Linked DNA regions of Sus scrofa: region 1 is linked to region 2. Evidence: chromatin contacts called from public Hi-C data. All regions are on one chromosome and are shown on one strand. Each heading gives the region's core, a stretch centred on a gene start, on an enhancer-like site or on the middle of the called end of the contact. The rest is flanking DNA. Distances are from core to core; before and after follow the strand shown. Region 1 holds the start of COL14A1 (collagen alpha-1(XIV) chain). Region 2 overlaps MRPL13 (mitochondrial ribosomal protein L13).

Evidence for each region. Hi-C and Micro-C count contacts between places; a contact is called where the count stands out from the background.
Region 1: a Hi-C map of alveolar macrophages shows a contact between it and region 2, with 5 times the contacts expected there. The contact joins the promoter of COL14A1 here to the enhancer-like site in region 2. A contact is called at or near these places in 1 of 5 promoter capture datasets (liver), 28 of 47 Hi-C or Micro-C datasets (adipocytes, alveolar macrophages, blood and 17 more) and 2 of 2 datasets of contacts at active chromatin or transcription factors (alveolar macrophages and skeletal muscle).

Annotation. Positions count from the first base shown.
Region 1 is chr4:18,921,292-18,928,383 of Sscrofa11.1, forward strand. It overlaps COL14A1 (collagen alpha-1(XIV) chain), which reads right to left and starts at 3,820. Exons shown (of 48, transcript XM_013996512.2): 1 at 3,439-3,820.
Region 2 is chr4:18,621,419-18,628,510 of Sscrofa11.1, forward strand. MRPL13 (mitochondrial ribosomal protein L13) reads left to right here. Exons shown (of 7, transcript NM_001243415.1): 3 at 1,092-1,185; 4 at 5,862-5,922. Among named protein-coding and RNA genes, the nearest start is that of MRPL13, 16 kb to the left of the region's middle. Within about 2 kb of position 1,678, at least 2 of the 83 cell types and tissues checked have an H3K27ac peak or open chromatin away from gene starts, as enhancers often do. A contact at or near this core is called in alveolar macrophages, where this site is marked.

The DNA.
Region 1 (7,092 bases), core at 2,570-5,069, 300 kb after region 2:
CCATGAGGATATAGGTTCAATCCCTGGCCTCACTCAGTGGGTTAGGGATCCATCGTTGCCGTGAGCTGTGGCATAGGTCACAGATGTAGCTTGGATCCCACGTGGCTGTGGCTGTGGCTCTGGCACAGACCAGAGGCTACCGCTCTGATTGGACCCTTAGCCTGGGAACCTCCATATGCCATGAGTGCGGCCCTAAAAAGACAAAAAGACCAAAAAACAACCAACCAACCAAACAAACAAAAAAGCGAACCCAACTAGCATCCATGAAAGTAATTGGGAGACTTAAACATGTTACTGAAAGCAAAAAGGGCAGGTACCCAAAAGGGACTGGAAACATATGCCAGCACTTCCTGTACCATATTGCAATCCTCCCGCGAGAATAGGAGGAGGCTTGGTCTTCACAGGGCTTATTCTACACAGAAGAGGAATCGGAGCCCTGGCTTCCAGTTAGTTATAGAAGAAACAAGAGGAGAGTGTGTGCCTGATGTCAAGCACTATTGGGGCAAATCTGTGCAGGAGGAAGTTTGGCTTCTTGTCTCCCCTCCCTCACCCCTCCCTGGTCCCTCTGTTCCCCCGGGGTCATTTACCATTTGTTCTCTACACACTGTCATAAGATAATTTGTTGCTTAAACACCACCACCTCAGCCAGCAGCGATTCAGGCGGGAATGAAAGGAAATGGGGTTGCACTCTGACAGGCCAGGAAAACAGCAGTCATTTGACTGAGTTTGGATAAAAATGTCAGCAAATGTGGCTCTGAAGTCACATAACTGCAAAGACCGTCAGCTTAAAACAGGCAACAGATGACACTAAGAAGTATTTGAGTCAAAGGGAATGCACCCCAAGAAACCTTTGAGGGGGGCGCTGGGGCTTGTCCCCATGCTCCTGAAATGCTACCAATTTGTTCAACCCATTCCCTAAGGCCAGCCCCGGCTGATTGCAAAAACCAAGACATGCGTGAAAGGCCCCTAGAGTTCTCTGAAATCCACAGCTGGACTGTTAGCAGCAGGCTAAGTGCCAAAGGACTCCTCCCATCAAGCCTAGAGTCTGGGACCTGCCCAAAACTGCTCCAGGAATTCTGATGGGTTCCAAGGAATCCTAACCAGGGAATAACTGAGAGGCCTCACCAGTGTGGTTCTTTTCCTTTCAAAGGGACCCCCAGGAGGTCAGGGATGCAGTGGAGGTTCAGGTCTATCCTGGCTCAGGGCTCCCTAGGCAGAAGGAGGCGATGCCCAGGGCTTGGTGAGATTGTAGATTGTACATAATGGATAAACCTTGCAAACATTTTGCTGAGTGAAAGAAGCCAGTCACAAAGGACCACACACATATTTTAGGCTTCCATTTATATGAAATGTCAGGGAAAGCAGATTAGTGGTTGCCAAGGGTGTTGTGAGGGGGTGTGGTGGTGGGGAAGAGATGGGGAGTTACTGCTAGTAGGTACAGAATTTTTTTTTTTTCCCGAGTGGTAAAAATGTTCTAAACTTGATTGTGGTGATGATTGAACAACTCTGTGAATATGCTAAAAACTGCTGAATTGCACATGTGTGTGTATATGAATTATATCTCAATAAAGCTATTTTTAAAAAATATACTATTTTAGGAGTCCCTGCTGTGGTGCAAGGGGATCAACGGCATCTTGGGAATGCTGGGATGCAGATTCAGTCCCCTGCCTGGCACAGTGGGTTAAGGATTCAGAGGTGCCACAGCTGAGGCTTAGGTTGCAACTATGGCTTGGATCTGATCCCTAGCCTGGGAACTCCATATGCCACAGGGCAGCCAGAGAAGAATATGTGTGTGTGTGTGTGTGTGTGTTTACTATCTTAAAGTCTATTTTATAGTAACCATGCCCTTGGGACCAGGTTCAAAGGAAATCCATCTAAGTTGCTCTTTTGAAACAAACATACAAACACCATCCACGCATTCATTCATCCACTCCTTTTACATTTACCAATGGGTTCTCCACAGGCAGAACTGGACCACCCTGTCAGAAACATAACACCTGTTCTCCTCACTGGATCCAGCTTAAGCCTATCTGCTGTATGTGGGCAGGGCCTCTCTCTCACATGTTGCAAGTAGGAAGTGCCCTCTCTGACCCTCTGAAGCTGAGGGGCCCCAGAGTTTCAGGGAAAACCCTTTCTCGTTTCTGCTCCCCACAGAGCCACCTAGGTCTTATTCACATATTTGTTTCTGCCCCTTCCCACCCTCTTCTGCTGCTGTGGGCAGTGGACTCTCCGAAATTCCCAGAAGGGAATCCAAAACTTCCAAAGCTAGTGAGGCTCTCAGCTGTAGCTCCAGAAGCAGTTGGGGGGTGGGGGAGATCCAGGTCCTTGTGAAAGCTGCACAAAGCTCCATTTGAACCTTAGGGCCATTTGTCCTAAGGACAAGCCCAAAGCTTAAGCAGAACGGACCCGGGAGGCTCAACCCTGAACTTGGCACATCACAGGGTGTTCTTCACACAGAGGACCCGAGAACCCAGCTCCAAAATCCGAGTGCCTGTGCCCTGGACTTGCAGGCAGTGTTCAGACCTCTGCTTAGGACTAAGGCCACTCCAGTGGCCCAGTGCCGGCTGCTTTTGGCTGGCCCCTAATCCAGTCTTGCCTGTGTGTGGTGCACGCTAAAGCCCAGCTCCACCAGATGTATCTCCGTCCATGCGCTGCGAACTAGGGAGGTCAGAGCAGCCAGCAGTCCAGAGAGATAAAAGGAGGGGAGGAGGGGAGAGGTGGAAAAGCCAGAGTGGAGAAGACCCTCCAATATCACAGCGTGGTGGTGCATCATAAAGCTGAAACCTCCTGCATCCAGACACCAAAGCAAAACTGCGCTAAGCATTCAGACTTCCTGGTGCAGAGATGTTTAAGAGCTACTACTAATGCCAACATCCTGCATTGATGCGCTCGATGTGCTCCCTCTTGTTTGCATCTGGCACCTGGCCCCTAGAGCCAATCACTCACTGGGGGCTGGGTGAGTTTTGTCCTCTGTGAGCTCCATCGACTGTTCTCCCGAGCAACCCCGTGCTTTCTATTTGTATACATCCCTCCAAAACAAACCCTAAAGCCCCCCCCCCTTTCACCAGAATGGTCACTTTTATGAAGCCCCTTCTACTTGAAAATGCTGGAGTCTTTACTGTCTCGAAGCCAAACCTGCTCCTTCCCGCCGCGCGCTCACAGCACTTAAGCACAGAGGGAAAAGCTCCTGAGAGCAACACAAGGCATCTTCACACAGTGCCTGCAATCTCCCTGTCCAGTGACCCCCTGCGAGGAGGCATCTGGGTGCACTACCCCATCCCACCTCAGTGGTTCGGGGCCATCACCGGCGGGCGCGAGGAGAGGTGGTCTCTTAATTGCACTGCGTCTGCAGGTGGCTCGCCCTCTCCACTTTCCCTTCCTCAACAATAAACTTTTCAAAGCCGAACGAAGGAAGAGCAGAGAAAGACTGGAACTGACCTGTTCAGAGCAAAGTTTCAGCCCAGGTAGGGGACCTCTGGGTGCCTAAGGAAGATCCAAGATCCGCCGCGAACAGGTTCGTGGTGGCGCACAGCTCTCGCGCGCTTCCCGCCCCTCGCCCCCTTTTAATTGGCCCCTATCCCTCCCCTTCTCCCCTACTCTCCCCTGCTCCCAGCCCTGGCCACTCAAAGCCGCCTCCTCTTCTCCAGTGCTTCCCTTCTGCCCAGAATCAGATAAGAGGAAAGGAAAGCCCGCCGGCGGCCAATTATAAAGCGGAAGGTGGCCGCGGGGGCGGGGGTTGGGGTGATGGGAGGCAGGCCTACGTCCCTAAAGCGTCCCCCCCCACACACACACTTTCCCTCCTCCTCTTCTCCCCAACCCTGGCCCCACAAAAGATGCTGCGAGGAGCCAGCCCAGCGCCGTTCGAGCGCCAGCCCAGACCTGGCGGCCGCCCCAGGTGCGCGCCGCAGCGGGCTAGGAAAGAGCAGCTTCTGCCCCTCCACTCTCGCCAAGGCTAGCGAGGGGCTTGTTGCTGAACCAGAAGACCCTGCGATTGCTTTACCAGATCTGGAGCCCTTCCTTACGCAGGTGCGAGTGTACCCACTTCCCTATTCCCAAATACCAGCCTGGTCAAGGACCCTGCGCTCGGGAGCCACACTCGCTGGAAAGAAGTAGTACCTTTTCTCCCCTCCTCTCCTTTCCTTTTCCCGATCAAGGGTAATAAAACGCCAAAGCAGCGATGTTCAAACTTTAATGTGCAGGAGAATCACAAGTGTTGAAAAAGACATTTCTGTATGCTTTAAAGGACGCATGTTGGCTGTGTCCAGGGGTTGGACTTCCCAAAGTGCATATGCTCACTCGTAGAGATCCTGTTTCAACAGGTCTGGGCTTAGCCCAGGGAATCTGCATTTATCAAACACCCTGGTGGTCCTGGTCTGTGGAGGCCACCCTCCGCCAGGCTCTACCACGAGGCGCGCCAGAGCCCTGCGCTAGGTCTCCAGGGATTCGGCCCTGCGCGGTCATCCGCTGGGCTCCTTGGAAAGTCATCATTACTCATTTTTTAACCTTGAGAACGACCGCCCTCTCCTTCCCGCGGCGTCTTTACAATCCAGCTTGTTGTGTGCGCACAAATGTTGGCGAGGGAGGTACAACAACTGAGAATTATCAAGAAGCCACTTTTTTGAAAAAATACTCTCTTGTCTTGGAAAACTGACAAGCAGGTGTTTCATTCCCACTGAAGGCTGATGATGGCGAGGAGAGACAGGGCAAGTGGAACTCTTAAAGGGTCCTCAAACGTGCTTCCACCATGCCCAACTGAGAATACAGAAAAAGGGGCCGTGACCCACCCACTCCCTTTCAAGGGAGTCCTTCGGATATTCCAACCTTCCCAAGCCACCTCCTCTGCTTTCCCCAAATTTTCTGATATTTGAATCCGCTAATACCGTGCTCTGAACTTCCCCGCTCGTCCTACAGTTGGAGTGCAAAGGGCCCTCTCCAGCCCCTACCGCCACCCTTCTTCCGTCGGTCCTTTTCCAAATGGGCCTCAAGTCTGGCCACAGGATGGGGCCCGAGACAACCGCCGTTTTGCTTCCGCGCTCCAGTGATCTCGACTATCTTGGGTCAGGCAGCGGGTACAACTTTTTAGGAGACAAAATCCAAGGGTTCAGTTCGCTGCATTGCAACGATGCGAGCGCCACCTGGTGTTGGCGCCTGGGGGTTCGGGATAGGGCGGGAACTAGAAAGACACCCAACCAGCCTAGATTAACACGCCTAAACTAGAACTTCCCAAATGCAGTACCTATTCCTGCAGAAAACTACCACTTTGGTTAGATCTCCTTTCCTCCCCACCCCCTACCCAAAGAGTGCCTACTACAGTCATATTCTCGCCTCCATTTTCACTAGTATTTTTACCAAGATGTAGATGGTTAGGATAAGTTTAGCTTTATTTGCAATTCCCTTGGGGGGAAGTAGCATGTTTGCACAGAGTTTGAGTCAAAGGAAAGGTACTTATGATGAAATTATAAATAATTGGAAATTAGGAATTCCCTGATTTTTAAATGTGAAAATATGTGCAAAAATGCATATATAGCAAATAGGGAAGCAGAATATATGTTCCATAAAGACCATATGCAGTAATGGCATATTGAATTTGCAATGATATAAAATGTTCTAACTCATTCTTCTTTCCTCTTTTAAACTTTTGACTTCTTGCATTTATTTCACTTTCAACATAGGTAGCTAGATTTCAGTTAATGTTGAATCAGAAGGGCAGGTTTTAGTTACTTTTCCACATAGTTGCAGGTGTGCGTAAATTTCCAGCCCTTTCAAGGGAGTGTTTATTCAACACTGATCTTAAGGTTAGCCCTCAGAGTCTGGAAGATACTGAGAAGTAAATTATAGAAACAAGCCCAGAAGACCCCACTAAAGGTCTCCTCCCTCAATATATATTTAAAAAAAAATTTTTTTTGGAGTTCCCGTCGTGGCGCAGTGGTTAACAAATCCGACTGGGAACCATGAGGTTGCGGGTTCGATCCCTGCCCTTGCTCAGTGGGTTAACGATCCGACGTTGCCGTGAGCTGTGGTGTAGGTTGCAGACGCGGCTCGGATCCCATGTTGCTGTGGCCCTGATGTAGGCCAGTGGCTACAGCTCCGATTGGACCCCTAGCCTGGGAATCTCCATATGCCGCGGGAGCGGCCCAAGAAATAGCAAAAAGACCAAAAAAAAAAAAAAAATTTTTTTTTCAAAACCTCTGAAAGAATATATGAATGGCTGGGGCCTTATCAAAGACAGCCAAAAAAATTCCATTTCCCACAGTAACTGACTGATTGTAGGAGTCAGCAATCGTTCCTAGATTCTCACCTCGAGTTTGTGGCATGACTGTGATCTGGTTTCTCTCGAAGGACTCCATACACACCTTGTTGCCTCTCTCCTCTCAGGCCCCTAAAACCCTGCAGGAAGATTTTTGAACTTGAATTGAAGGGACTCTGCCCCCTTGCTTGTCTCATTTTGGTGAAGTTATTTTGCTTCTCTGAGCCTAACTCCTTGGGTATAAGAAGAGGATAATTAATTACATCTCAGAGGATGGTCATGAAGATTAAATGACAGGTGTGTTTACGGACCTAATCCATACTAAATAATAAATGACAGCTATGTCACCCAAACTAGGACTATCTCTTCTGCCTGTGTCATATGGCTATCCTTTCTTCAGCAGCCCATTACAGATGATTCTCCTTGCAGTATTTCTCAGCAGAATTCTTTGACATTTTGGATAGGTCAGCATGACTGCCCCAGACACTGTAGAACATTTATTATTCCTGACTCCATTACCAAATTCCAGTAGCACCCTCTGCATCTCCTGAACACCGTGAAAACCAAAATACTACCACATCCTTCCTTATATACTCAGTAGCAAACCATTAAATATTTGCAGTTCTGCTCCAACCCCTCTGTAATGGCCAGCTGTGATTTTTTCTCAGCACATCCAGTCCGTCTTCTTTGGGTTAAAGAGGATTCATACTCAGCCAGCAGGCAAGTCCTTGCTGATAATAATATTCAGTGTCTATGAGCAATAACTGTGGCCCAAGCTCCTGGCCCCACCTTCCCCCTCATCCTCCATGCTGACTCTCTCATGCTCAGGATTCCGAGAATTTACC
Region 2 (7,092 bases), core at 428-2,927:
AATAAAGAAGCTTTAAGAATTGTTTGAACTTTGTTTTCTATTAGTAGAATAGGCATTTAATCTTTGTTTCTGTTTACTTGGAGTTCCTATCGTGGCACAGCAGAAACGAATCCAACTAGGAACCATGAGGTGGTGGGTTCAATCCCTGGCCTTGCTCAGTGGGTTAAGGATCCGGCATTGCCATGAGCTGTGGTGTAGGTCACAGACACAGCTCAGATTGTATGCTGCTGTGGCTGTGGTGTGGGCTGGCAGCTATAGTTCTGATTAAATCCCTAGCCTGGGAATCTCCATATGTCGCCGGAGCGGCCCTAAAAAAAAAAAAAAAAAAAAAAAATGTTTCTCATCTTTGTCATGTATGGTGACTCTTGAAAACTTACATGTTGACTTTTTAGGATTTTTATTGGATGAACAGCCAGACTTAGGGGTACTTTCCACTGGAAAACTAATCCAACATATATATTTTAATTTTCAGGTCATCTGTTGCATCAAATGTGTGTGTACTCATAGCTGAGAGAGGCAGTTTAAATGTAACTAGTTAAATGTGATTGGAGAAAACCTTGAGTTGGTAGTTAAGCATAAGATCATAGTACTCTGTCGTTCTCTGAATTTGAAAAGAAGAATAATCAATTGTGATATTTCAGCATTTGTTTTCATTTTTCGTATAGGTAAAATGTCTTTCTTCATCTATATGCATATTGTTTTCATTTTCTCTTGTTTTTAAGGGAAAATTTGTATTAGATATTTAGAGGTGGTGAAGTATAACTATTAATAGTACATTTTAATGATGTGTAATCATAAGTGGGCAGAGCTAATAGGAATAGCCATAGTTTGCTTTTAAAAGATGTATTGTTATTATTGGCATCTTATTAAATTCTCATTTACCTTGTAGAGTTGAGATTTTCCAAATGTCTAGCCAACTCTTTCTATACTTAGATGTTATGTAAAAGAGAAGCATGATTCGCTTTATATTTTTGAAGTGTTTTTTTTTTGTACTTTGATAAGTTTTATAAATAACCAAGCCCACATTTTCTTAAAGTCAAGTATTTTTCATATAAAATCTTTCTTTCTTTCTCTCTTGCTTTTAAATCTAGGTGACTGTGGAGATCATGTTGTCATAATGAACACAAGGCACATTGCATTTTCTGGAAACAAATGGGAACAAAAAGTATACTCCTCACATACTGGGTAAGATAATACTTTGACAGGGAAGATAGGTGGTTGAATGTATTACTTTAAGAATGTTATTGAGCTTATATAAAAGAAAAAGGCATTTTCAGAATTTAAGAAAACAGCAATTTTGCTCATTCTGCATACGTGACTTAATCAAAAACCCACAAAACACTAAATACTCGTGATTACCTGACATTATTTGTTTTTCCTGGAAGCTTTTCATAGAACCTCTCTGATCTAGATTTTTCTCATTTTTACCCAGTCTTCTCACTTCTTTCCTTCTTCTTCCTGTAATTCATCTTACTGCCATTTCCAGAACCATCTTGATCATCTGAAAGTACATGAGACGTTGAAAGAATAGTGAGCGAGATCCCAAGTTTGTACGATACCTAAAATCTCCACAATATACCTTGCAACTTACAGGTCTGCAGTCTTTGAATAATAGTGACCTCTTAGCTCATGAGGCAATTTCGACATGGTCTAAGTTTTAGAAAGATCCCTATGCTATTGAGTCATCATCTGTTTTTCTCTAGCTTTCATAATCGTCTGTCTGTTTTGTAGACTAAACATCTGTATAGGTCCTTCAAAGTTCTTTATATGGCTTCCCTTTATGTATCTCCATTATTTCTTGGTCCTTGTTTTCTGGGTGCAATCGTTGCTTGTCAGCATCTTTCTTAACTAAATATCTTAACTGAGTATCTTTCTTAACTAAATACAGTCACCAGGCAGTGTTCTGATGGTTTCCTGGTATAACATGACTCCTCCATCTTTCAGTTACGCAGTCTTCAATTGCAGTAGAAGTTTTCTTCGAGGCCCTATCCCTGTGGGCTATGTTGAGTTCACCGTTAGCTGAAACTCCTCTGAGTCTTTTTCAAACATGCTGCTGTTCAACCATGTGTCTTCCTTCCTGTATGTTTTAGTTGCATTGTAATCCAACTGCAGTACCTTAAGTTTACTCCATGTTAAATTTTATGTCCAGCCTTTTAAGATCTTTTGAGATCTTGATTGTCTCATATAATGTGTTAGTTAACCCCTCAGTTTCAGGTTGTGTACAGATTTAATTAAGCATACCTTCTTCAATATCATGCAAGATTATGTTTAGAAATATTAACCTTGCATTCTTGATCCAGATCATTTCTTTATTTCTAATGGTGCTTAAACAAGCAGATTTTGATGTTGCTGTTGTTTTCTTTTCATGGCTTGTTCAAGTAGATCTTAAATGCTTGGAATAACTCTTTTTGCTTCTGTTAACCAGTCTTTTCCCACTCCTCCGTTTAAACATTTTCATGAAGCCTTTGTTTAACATAACAAAAGTAAATTCACATCCATCTTTAGTAATTTTTACTATTGACAAATCTCTGTATATAAATCAAGTTCTATAAATTTTAGAGGTAATTGAGAAAGAAACATGAAAATTTTAGATAGTATGGTAAAAATATAAAGGGACTTGCTCTGGTTGCTGTGGAGGTGTGGGTGCGATCCCTGACCCAGCGCAGTGGGTTAAAGCATCTCGCGTTGCTGCAGCTGTGGCATAGGTCACAGCTGCAGCTCAGATTCAATCTCTCCCTGGCCCAGGAGCTTCCATATGCCATGGGTACGGCCATAGAAAGACAATAGCATAAAGTATAACATTCCAAAGCAGTAATACCAATAATCTCCAAAGCAGTAATACCTGTACCATTACTGCGATTGAAGGAAAATAAGAGCACAGCCAGAGGTGACCAGCTAGTGTATTGTACCCAGCAGCTGGTAATATCTCCCTCAGTAGAGTCTCTCACCTATGGAGGAAAATCCAAACATCTTTGCAGATTACTGGTACCCAATTAGCATACAGCCTCAGAATCTTCATTTGAGCCAACTTACTGCTCTTTCTTCCCTCTCTGTCTTTGCATGTGTTGTTCTCCTTGGCAGGAATGTTTTTAAGAACTCTATTTCTTTGTTAAAACCTGGATGCTTCCCTATTTATTCATCCCTGGTAGGGTTAATCACTTTTGTTTCTATGTTTCTGTTGATGCTTCTCTTACGCCTTGGACATACCATTTTTATTAGGCTTAGAACACTTTATTACAATTATATATTCAAAATTTAACTTTGTAGTCATATAAGTTTTAATATACTAATTTTGGAAAATATAGAAAAGGTTAAAAAAAGTAAAAATCATCTTTATTCCTATGAGTAAACATTTTAATATATATATATACAAGTTTATATCCTTTTCCACTTTATATAAAGCTCTTAGAAGCCTTTTTATAAATATTATTTTTAATCACTGTGTCATAGTGCACAATGTAATGTATCATACTTAATCATTGCTCTGTTTTTCCAATTTAAAATTTTGGCTTTTTATACAAAGCTGGAAAACATCTTGATCCAGTAAGTGTTTTCAGTATATAGGGTTATTTAAAATAAAACTTTAGAAATGTAATGAATTTCATGGTCAAAGGAATGATTATTTTTAGGTATTTCCAGCACCAGTTTACTATCTTAATACTAGTACAAAAGTCTTTTATTATAAAACTGTTCACAGTATTAAAATTAAAAATAATGTAATAATAATAAGGCTCTGCTACTTTACTCGGCATTTAATTTCATTTGCATTATAATGAGGCCTTAATGCTTTCCTTATGACTTTCTCTGAACACTTTATCTATTAATAATGTTAATTCACTATTGTATTTTTTACTTTTTATAAGTTTTCTCTCCTTTTTCAATGAATTTTATTATATTTATAGTTTCACAACCATCATCACAACCTAATTTTAGAACGTTTACATCCCAAACCCCCAGTTCACCCTCCCTCCCACCCCCACCTGTTCCCTTTGGTAACCATAAACTTTTCAAAGTCTGTGAGTCTGTTTCTGTTCAGTATAAATTTACTCTATGATGTCTTTCGCTGTACAATTATTTAACTTTTATATAATTAAATTTCTCTTTTCTTTCGTAATTTTCTTTATTTCCCAGTCTCAGAAAAACCTTCTTTGTCTAGATATTTTGTAAACATTCACTTCTGATTGTTTTAGAGGTTGGATGAGATGGGTATGTGTGCACCTTGAACTTAAACATCTGAGTCTCTAATCACTTAAAATGTATTGACAAGAGTTATAAGTATCAGCTTACTGTTAGATGTCAAAATAGAATTCAGTCACTTTTTTTGAGAACAGGATCCTGTTATATTTTATATCTGTGTGTCCCCAGCACTCAGAAATAAATATGCATTTATTTAGTGTTTACTGAATTAATTTGAATTGGAAAAAAATCTTTGGCTAACATTTAAAGCAAATTTTCTTCTACTTCAATTAGCCTGTCCCCTATTGGAGGAAAAAATGTAGTTACTTTTTCACCGGTAAAAAAAAATCACTGAGTATATCATTACTCAAGGCAGTCTCCTACTCAGATTTTTATAGTAGTTCTCTAAATCCTTTAGGATAAAGTCCAACTCCTGAAATATAATGCAAATCGTATTATGCTTTAAAATTTGCCATCCTAGTATTAAAAATAGAAAGATAATTTTTAGTGTAGAAGTCGTGAAGTATCTTTTTCCTGCAGAGAAAGAATACAGGAATAGAAGTCTAGGCAGGTATTTCTTTTTCTGAAATTCCATGGAACAAATGAAATCTATCCATCTTTCTCATCAAACTTTTAAATTTGCTTTCTTAAATTTTATTTCTGAGATGAGATTCTTTGAATCATCTTTAAAATGCTTTCTAGTCTTGTTAAAACATATAAAAGGAATCACATTTAGGCAATCCTTCATTTTTCTTACAAAGTCCACTGCCTTTGCATCTTTTTCCATTCCTTGAAAATCATTTAGACTTTATTCATCCATTCAGTGTAATAAAAACCTTACATCTGTATTTTGTTTTTGTTTTAAATTTCTTAAGCACTTTCACAAACATTTTCCCATTTGGCTTTTATAAAAATCCTGAGAGATAGGGCAGATGTTGTCATTTTTCTTATATGAACAAACTGATCTTTAAAGAGATGAAATTGAGTTGCCTAATATTGAACTGGTAACCACAGGCACAACCCAGATTCCATACCTGAATCTGAGGCATTCAGGTTACTTCGATACCTCCAGTACCATCCCAAATATTTTTTTAATCTCCATTTTATTCATTTTATGTATAAACTTTTGATCTAAACACAATGAAATATTTATTACTTAGAACGGGCATATGACTTCCTGTTAACAGGAAATAGGATCACGACCTGTTTAGAGTATTAACTCACCTTCAGAAGCAGATAGTCTATCTGTATTTAGTGTAAACCTGACCCCTAGTTTATATAGTTTGTCTAATTTGTCAGGGAACGTGAAACATTTTGGCACTTTACTTTTTCTTAATTCAAGCAGTGATAAACTATCATGAATGTTTGGCTGAAAGTGTGAATGAGTGAGTGAATGAATGATGAAGAACTTTAAGTTGCAGTGGAAATAAATAGTTAGCAAAGAAATTTTCCAAGATGTAGAACTTTTTATGAAATAATGATTGCTAATTTGACCACTTTAGAGAATAGCATTTTAAATAGCATAGATTACTGCTTAATTTTTAAGACATTGATGAACAGCATAGTTTCCAGAAACAAGTACAGTTGCATAATGAAAATAGTTGTTATATATAAAATAATGTTTATATCAAGACTGCTGTACCATAGCCTACTCCCAATGTTAATGTCTTTGCTTCTTTCAACAGCTACCCAGGTGGATTCAGACAAGTAACAGCTGCTCAGCTTCACCAGAAGGATCCAGTGGCGGTAAGTTTATTTGTTTTTTATTATTTATCATCTGTGGAACGACTGGTTCAGACACCAGGTTTTCCATTTTTCCTGTCTTCTAATGTAGCTAGCACTCAGGGTTGTAAGTTCTTCACTGTATCATACAAGTTTTGATAAGTATCATTTCATTATCATTCAATTCTATAGCTTTTCTAATTATAATTTAGTGTATTTTGCATTTTGTCAGGGAATTTTGATGCCTTTCTTTTTAGTTTCTTGACATGTACATGATCACCTATAATATGATATGATCGCTGAGAATGTTTTGGGGAGAAAGACATATGCCTCTGTATATGTTTATATATATACATTGTATGAAATATGCTAAATATATTGTTCCAGTCTTAGAGTTTCACTTACTTTTTTTTGTTTGCTTGATTTATCAATTACCTGAAAGAGTTCTGTTAAAATCCCAATTGTGGATTTATTAATTTTTCCTGGTAGTTCTGTCAGTATTTGCTTTTTATGTTTAAAGATATAGTGTTAGATGAATTTAAGTTTGGAATTATACTCTTCCTAAAGAATCGATCAGAGTCTGTACTGACTTTCTTTATCTCCAATAATGCTTTTTAACTTGTCTATTTTTTTTTAATACTAATATTAATATAGCTGTATCAGCTTTTTAAAGTAAGTTTTATTGGGAGTTCCTGTCGTGGCGCAGTGGTTAACGAATCCGAATAGGAACCATGACGTTGCGGGTTCAATTCCTGGCCTTGCTCAGTGGGTTAAGGATCTGGCGTTGCTGTGAGCCGTGGTGTAGGTTGCAGGTGTGGCTCGGATCTGGCGTTACCGAGGCTCTGGCGTAGGTTGGCGGCTACAGCTCTGATTGGACCCCTAGCCTGGGAACCTCCATATGCCACGGGAGCGGCCCTAGAAAAGGCAAAAAGACAATAAATAAATAAATGAAGTTTTATTGAATTATAGTTGACTTAACGATGTTGTGATAACTTCTGCTGTTAAAGTGATTCAGTTACACATGTACACATATCCATTTTTTTCAGATTCTTTTCCCATATAGGTTGTGACAGGACATCGGGTGTACTTCCTTGGGCGACACAGCAGATCCCCGTTGACCATCCATTCCATATACAATACCGTGCTTATCAATTGCTTTTTCTTTGGATGTGTATCTATTGTGGATTTTTGGTT